Regions from separate parts of the Ovis aries genome. Here region 2 is linked to region 1. Evidence: chromatin contacts called from public Hi-C data. All regions are on one chromosome and are shown on one strand. The core of a region is the stretch at or near the end of the contact, and the rest is flanking DNA. Distances in the headings are between cores, read along the strand shown. Region 1 holds the start of CCND2 (cyclin D2). Region 2 has its middle 52 kb from the start of TRNAG-GCC.

Evidence for each region. Hi-C and Micro-C count contacts between places; a contact is called where the count stands out from the background.
Region 2: a Hi-C map of liver shows a contact between it and region 1, with 2.8 times the contacts expected there. The contact joins the enhancer-like site here to the promoter of CCND2 in region 1. A contact is called at or near these places in 7 of 16 Hi-C or Micro-C datasets (blood, liver, omental adipose tissue and 2 more).

Annotation. Positions count from the first base shown.
Region 1 is chr3:211,619,502-211,622,815 of ARS-UI_Ramb_v3.0, forward strand. CCND2 (cyclin D2) reads right to left here and starts at 1,594. Exons shown (of 5, transcript NM_001127290.1): 1 at 1,400-1,594. The coding sequence starts at 1,594. It overlaps LOC105608579 (a long non-coding RNA gene), which reads left to right and starts at 197. Exons shown (of 3, transcript XR_006059463.2): 1 at 197-632.
Region 2 is chr3:211,748,330-211,751,449 of ARS-UI_Ramb_v3.0, forward strand. No RefSeq gene overlaps it. Among named protein-coding and RNA genes, the nearest start is that of TRNAG-GCC, 52 kb to the left of the region's middle. Within about 2 kb of position 1,427, at least 11 of the 54 cell types and tissues checked have an H3K27ac peak or open chromatin away from gene starts, as enhancers often do. A contact at or near this core is called in tail adipose tissue, where this site is marked.

The DNA of each region.
Region 1 (3,314 bases), core at 344-2,843:
GGATTTCGTCATCTTTTCAAAAAATCAATAAAAATATTCTGGAGGCTCCAGGGGTCTCGTTCTTGGTCTCATTCGGATCCCCAGACCCTGCTCTATCATTCCCGACAATTGAAAAAATTGTCTGGAGGGGTCCCCGCGGCCCAGGCGCCGCATTTGGGGGGGTGGGTGGGGAGAGGTGGGGAAGCGGGGGGAGGGCGGAGGGAGCGAGCGCCGCGCAGCCTGGGCGGCCGGAGTCGGAGCAGGGGAGACGGGTTCAAAAAATAATTAAAAATCGAGGAAATATCCCAGAAAAGCCCTTTCGCCGTGAAAACCCCGCAGAGGACCCAGGCTTCCCGCAGCGGAGGTTTGAGGCGCCGGGAAGGTCTGGAGCGCGACCCCTGGGGCTTCGGATCCCGAGGGGAAACTTGCAGGGGAGAGCGCGGCGGCGGGAGTGTCCGGCCGCGGCCCACAAGGGCAGAGGCCGGGGACGGTGGCGAAGAGCTGGGGGACGCTCGTGGACGGGGAGCCGCCGGGGAGAGGCGCGGGGGGCTCCGGCCTCTCCTTCGGGGGGGCCCCGCTATCCCCCCTGCACACACCTCCTCCCCCTCCCACCCCACCCAGATCTCCGCACCCAGGAAACTGAAGGCCGAACCGTAAGTAACCTTCACGAGGGGGCGGGGTGGGTGATGGGGGAGAGAGGGCGCCATCAGAAGTGGGGGGACCGGGGTCGTGGGGTGCGAGGGGGAGCAGGCGACGCGTCCAGCCGCTCCACCCCCGAGTTTACAAAGCAACATGGCGAAACCACGGCAGGTCCGGAGCCGTGCAGACGTGGGCACACGGCAAGGGTTCGGAGCAAGGGGAAAGAAGTGCTTCTTCTGGGTTCCCCGAAAACACACGTTTCTTCAGTGTGACTTCCGGGGCTCCTGAATTCCCCATTTCTCTTCTCCCTCCGCCCTCTCCCTCCCCCCTTAAGTGCCAACGCGGAGTCCCGACCACATGCGGGGACCCGAGGCTAGGACCCATTTGCTCTGGCCTTTGCGGGGGAAGGGGGTGCAGCTGACTTTTTAACTTCGGGGTTCACCCTCCCATTCTCTTCTTCAAGGCACCGCAAGCAGCCTCGGCTTAGCAAAAGGTCGCGGCGGGGGTGGGTGCCGGTGGGAAGAGGTGGCAGCCGCATGCAGGCACACGCGCTCGGGATGCTCCCCCACCCCCAGCCCTGGGACAACCTCGCTGCTCTCCCCCTCCCCCCGCCCCGGGAATCTTGCACCCCCCGCAAGGAACCGAGAGGAAGCCACGCGTCTGGCCGAGGGCGCGGGGGTAAGCTCTGGCGCAGGAGTGGGGGGGCGGGCTCCCGAGGCTGCCCTCGCCCAGGTTCCGGGACCGGCGCGGGCGCCGACGGAGCGCCTGCCTGCAGCCCTACCTCCAGCATCCAGGTGGCCACCATCCTGCGCATGTAGGGCTGAATGTCCTTCTGCACGCACTTGAAGTAGGAGCACTGGGGCAGGTAGCGCTCCTCGATGGTCAGCAAGTTCTGCAACACGCGGTCGTCGTGGAGCAGGTTGGCGTCCGGCACGGCCCTGCGGACCGGCTCCACCTCGCCGCACAGCAGCTCCATGGCCAGCTGGCTACTCGCTCGTGCCCCTGCGATCTCCGGACTGGAAAAGTTGGGGGTTTTTTGGGAGGGGGGAGGGGAGAGGATTCCCCGTACCTCCTTCCTTTGGCTAAATAAGGGTTTTTTTAGAGGGGTAGAGTTAAAGGCAGAGAGAGAGAGAGAGAAGCCGGGGAGGAAGAGTGGAAAGGGAAGGATGGGCGGTGGGAGAGGAGCGCCCCGGGGGCGGCTGACTCTCTCTGCCCTCCCCTTCAAACTTGTCTGCTCTCCCCAGCTCGCTCGGCTCTCTGCTCGCTGAGGCAGTGACGCAAACTGGCTGGGCAGTTACTTCTCCTCCCTCTCGCCTCACCCCCCTCTCCGGTTCCTCCTCCCCTTCCCTCCCCTCCCGGCCCTCCCCTCCTCCTTTCAGTCTCTCCCTCCTTTCCCCTCTTGTTATTAAGGAGAACAGCAGCTGGCCCGACCAAACTTCAAACGCGGTCCCCCGCGCCGCCCCCCACCCTCTCCCTTAGCTCTCCGAGGCCCTCTCCCTCCACCAAGCCAGGGGCCCAGGAGAGGGGAACCCACCAAAAAAACCACAAAACCCCACCGATCCCTACTTATTCCCTGTAATTGCAGCCCATTCTGTAGGTGCATCCCGCCAAAAATACGACCCTCCGACTCTGGTTTCCTCAAACATGATCGCTACACTCCAGCCCACGAATTTAAGATCCAGGAATGACGGGTGGGTGAGCTGAAGATGAGGTGGGCTCAAACGACTGAGAAATAAGATCCCTTATATGAGCCCGAAGGAGGGTGATTTTGGAAAACAGTTAACTTTGCATACCCAGAGGGAAAGGGTATGTATGGCCCTGAAATGTACGTTCTTAATCATTTTCAGCCTGTTTCCGAAACCCGATTATAGGGACCAAAATACACCCCCCCACTCCGCCCCATGCCACCGCCCCACCCCCCCCACCACGCAGATGTGTGGGGAAAGGAAGAAGGCGGAGGGGTTGGTGTCCGGAGGGAGGGGGCGCTTCTTCGACGTGGGAGAATGTGACCTAGGAGCAGAAACCCTCCCGTTCTTGGGGCGCCGCAGGCGCCACTGGGAGACGCGGGGAGGCGCCCCGAGCCGCCGCAGGCCGGGGGCAGGGCTACCAGCGGTTCCGCCGCGGCCAGCGGCCACGCAGGAAAAACCCGCTTCCTCGCCCTGCATCTGCTGACAAGCCGCCCGAGGTGTCTGCGCCGAGCGTGGCCACACTGATACAGCTTTCTAGGAAATAGCCCGGGGCGGGGGGGGGGGCCGGGAGGGGGGCGAGAAAGGGGGGTAGATTGGGCTCCCTGTCTCTCCCCCAGCGCCAACGACACCACTCCTTCGTTTCCTCCGAGGCCCAAGATCTCCCACCCCGGGTCCCTCGCCGGCACACTCGCGGACCCTCCGGGTTCACGCCTCCATCGCAGCCAGGGCTTTCTCCTCGAGAACTGGACTGCGGTGGAGACGCGGTCGGCTCCGACACGTGCTCCGACGCATCCTCCGGTCAAAGCAGCTTTGGGAGGGGATCCGGGGGCGTTTCCTCACCTCCTTCCTCCCGCCACCCCCCTCCCACCCTGCCCTCTGTGCTATTTCACTCCGAGGGGGAAAGGAGCGGGCCCTGCGTCCCGGGTGCTGGCCGAGCTGGCACGTGCGGCGAGCGCCGCGTGGGTCGGGGCTCTCGCGACACCCCGAGGTCAGCCCAGCACCTCCCTC
Region 2 (3,120 bases), core at 177-2,676, 130 kb after region 1:
TAGACATTCTTTGGCAGTTTCCTGAAGATGAACTTCAGATTTTTGTGGAGAGAGCAGGGAAAAAAAAAAAAAAAGGCAAAGAAAAACAAGAAAGACAAAAGCGAAGGGTGGGAAGAAGCGAGGCGGAAAGCGACAGAGCGTGTGCGCGCACACGCACACCACGCCTGGCAATAAGGAAGTGAGACCAGACCTTTTTCATGAATGGGCTCAGCTCAGCCCGGCCGGACTTCCGCTCTCCCATTCACCAGCTTTCAGATTTCACCTCTGACCGTCCAAGGCAGCTGGCTGCGGGCCCAGGAACGAGGAGCAGTTGGAGATCGTCCCCCGACCACAGACAACTGTGTGCTCACAAGAATCTTCCTTTGGGAGCTGGTAAATGCAGATGACCAGCGTGTTGGTAGGACACCGGGTTTGGGGGGGCACTGACCCTTGGGTCCCCCTCAACAATGGCTCCCTCCCTGGGGGGCTGCTATTACTGCCCAGGAAACTCAGAAAGGAGAGCAGGCACTACCCGCAGAGTCAAACTCCGGCCGGGGGCTGCACGCCGAGAGGGTTCGCCTACCTTAAATGGTGCTGGCGGATGAGCCTCATGGTCCAGAGGGGACACGTGGAGTTCTTCCTGCCAGGGCTGAGGGGCAGAGGGTTGTGGCTTGTGGCCTGAGAGGGTGTTGTTCTTTCACTTCGATGGGAGATGCTTGAGGAGCCGGGCGCCACTGAAGCTGCTGTCGGTGGTTGAAAATTGGTTCCAGAGGGTTCGCCTCGGCCCTAGGAAGTCTGGCTGCAGATCTTGATGAAGTCATTGAAATTTGCTGTACTTGGGAAAGATGGGATGAGAACACCTCCCGCAGGGCTGCTGGCATGACTCAGAGAGCAGAGGCTGGCCGTCCAGCACCCGTCCCAGCCACAGGCGCTCAGTCACCAAAACCTGCAGCCACCATCCAGAGTTAGGACAGCCCTGAGCTTCCAGGACATGGGGCTGCCACAGGCTTTTGGTGCATGGCCTGGATGGACAGGGAAGCAGGGGTGGCCTGGCCTGGACACCAAAACAGAAGAGGAAGGAGAAACGTGTGGGGACAGACACGCCCTTGGGGCTAAGCTATTCTTCCTGTGAGTTCCTTCCCCCGGTCACCTGCAGCCCTTCTGGCAGAAGATGAAGGAGACAGTGGAGGAAGGGACATCATTTTCCTGTCCCCACCCTGGTACCCCTGGTCTTCACACTCGGATGGGTCAGAGGAGGTCCCCAGACACCCCAGGTCTTAAGATCTTTGGGCCCAGAGGCAGGGGCCTGGACGAGATGACCTTCAGGGTGCCTCCCTACTTCCGGGGGCCACGAGCCTTTCCAGAAAACGAAACCCAGGACACAGTGCTGGGGGGAGCCGCATTCCACTCCCCGCAGCTGCCGAGCCGCTGGGCCCAGCTCCGGGCACTGGGAACAGACTCGGAAATACCAGTGGGCTTTGCTGGGGCTGATGACTCACGGCGGAGGAATGACAGCCATTCCATCGGACTTTCTAGGAACTCCCCTGCAGCTGGAGTGTCCCTGTCACTAGGTCCTCCCTGGAGCACAGAAAGGATGCTGCTCACAGTGGAGGGTGGACTGATGCCAATGGACCCCAGGAGGGGCTGGTGGGATTCTCCTGTGATCAAGTGGGGCTCTGGGGCCCCTCTCCTGGGATAACTAGAGCATCCTTCTTGACCCATTCTCCTGGTGCCCTCTCCGTCCTCTGCTTGCCGCGCCCCCCACACACTCACCCACCCAACACATGCAGTGCAGAGGACCTGAGGAGGGTGCGCTAGGACCGCAGTGATGTGAGGAAATGCCCGCTGGTCTGAGGGCTCTGATCGTGAAAGCCGCTCTATCTCCCGTAATCCTCACAGCCGCCTGTGCCCAGCCCTATCACTGTGCCTTTTTTACAGACACTGATGAAGAGCCTTAGAGAGATCAAGAAATCCTTCCCAGCTTGCACTCCGAGCAAATGGCAGAGCTGGGAATTGAGCCCATCTCTGCTCAGCTGTGAAGCCCGTGGGTTTAGCTCTTCTCTTTCACATGCTCCTTATCAGCTCCACTTTTACGAGAAGGAGATGTGAAGCTCTCCCGGAGGGGAAGGGCAGGTCTTACTTTTTCTTTTTCTCCATCAGTTGCTCTTTGAAAAGGCAGCGGCCAGAATTTGCTGAGGCTGGAGGATGTGCAGGAATATGCTGCCGGCCGAGGGTCTAGGGTCACAGGGGCCCTAGAGCAAGGCTGGACCTTGCCCCTCTGGTAGGAACACCTCTTCCACAGCCACTGACCCACCCTTCCAGCTGGTGTTCACGGTTTTGTCTCTCGCCTTCCCCATCTTCTTCCAAGTCCACCTGTCGGGGCTTCTCCGGCTCCTGGTCCCATCCCTGCCTTCTCTCTGCAAATTCCTCTGAGCTCCTAACCATCTATCTGGATGGAGCCCTGTTGCCTTGTGACTGCTTTAGCCAGTCTCCTTTCCTGAGCCATGATGGTCCTGTTTGCTCGTGGTTTCCACGGTTCCCCTTCTCTCTGTGTCTCAAGTTCCTGGACCACCTCACTCTCCAAGCCCTCTCAGTATCTCACATTCAGATGTCCTGCCAGAGGCTCCGATGGGTTAGTCACTACCCAGTTTAGAGTCAGTGTGCCCAGCCCGACTTTCAAGCAGCTGGCCTTTGACAGGAGACCGCAGGAGCCCATCTCCTTTCCAAGTTTGTTGTGGTCAGGATGACAGGGAAATATGGCCCAAAGCGTATGGGTTCAGTTGTGTTATTGTGGTTGTTGTTGTTTAGTCACTCAGTCGTGTCTGACTCTCTGTGACCCCATGGACTGCAGCACTCCAGGCTTCCCTGTTCTTCACCATCTCCCAGAGTCTGCTCAAACTCATGTCCATTGAGCTAGTGATGCCATCCAACCATCTCATCACGTTGCCCTCTTCTCCTCCTGCCCTCAATTTTCCCCAACATCAGGGTCTTTTCCAATGAGTCTGCTCTTTGTGTCAGGGGGCCTAAATGTTGGAACTTCAGCTTCGATATCAGTCCTTCCAATGAATATTCAGGGTTGATTTCCTTTAGGATTGATTAGTTTGATCTCCTTGCTGTCCAAGGGACTCTCAAGTGTCTTCT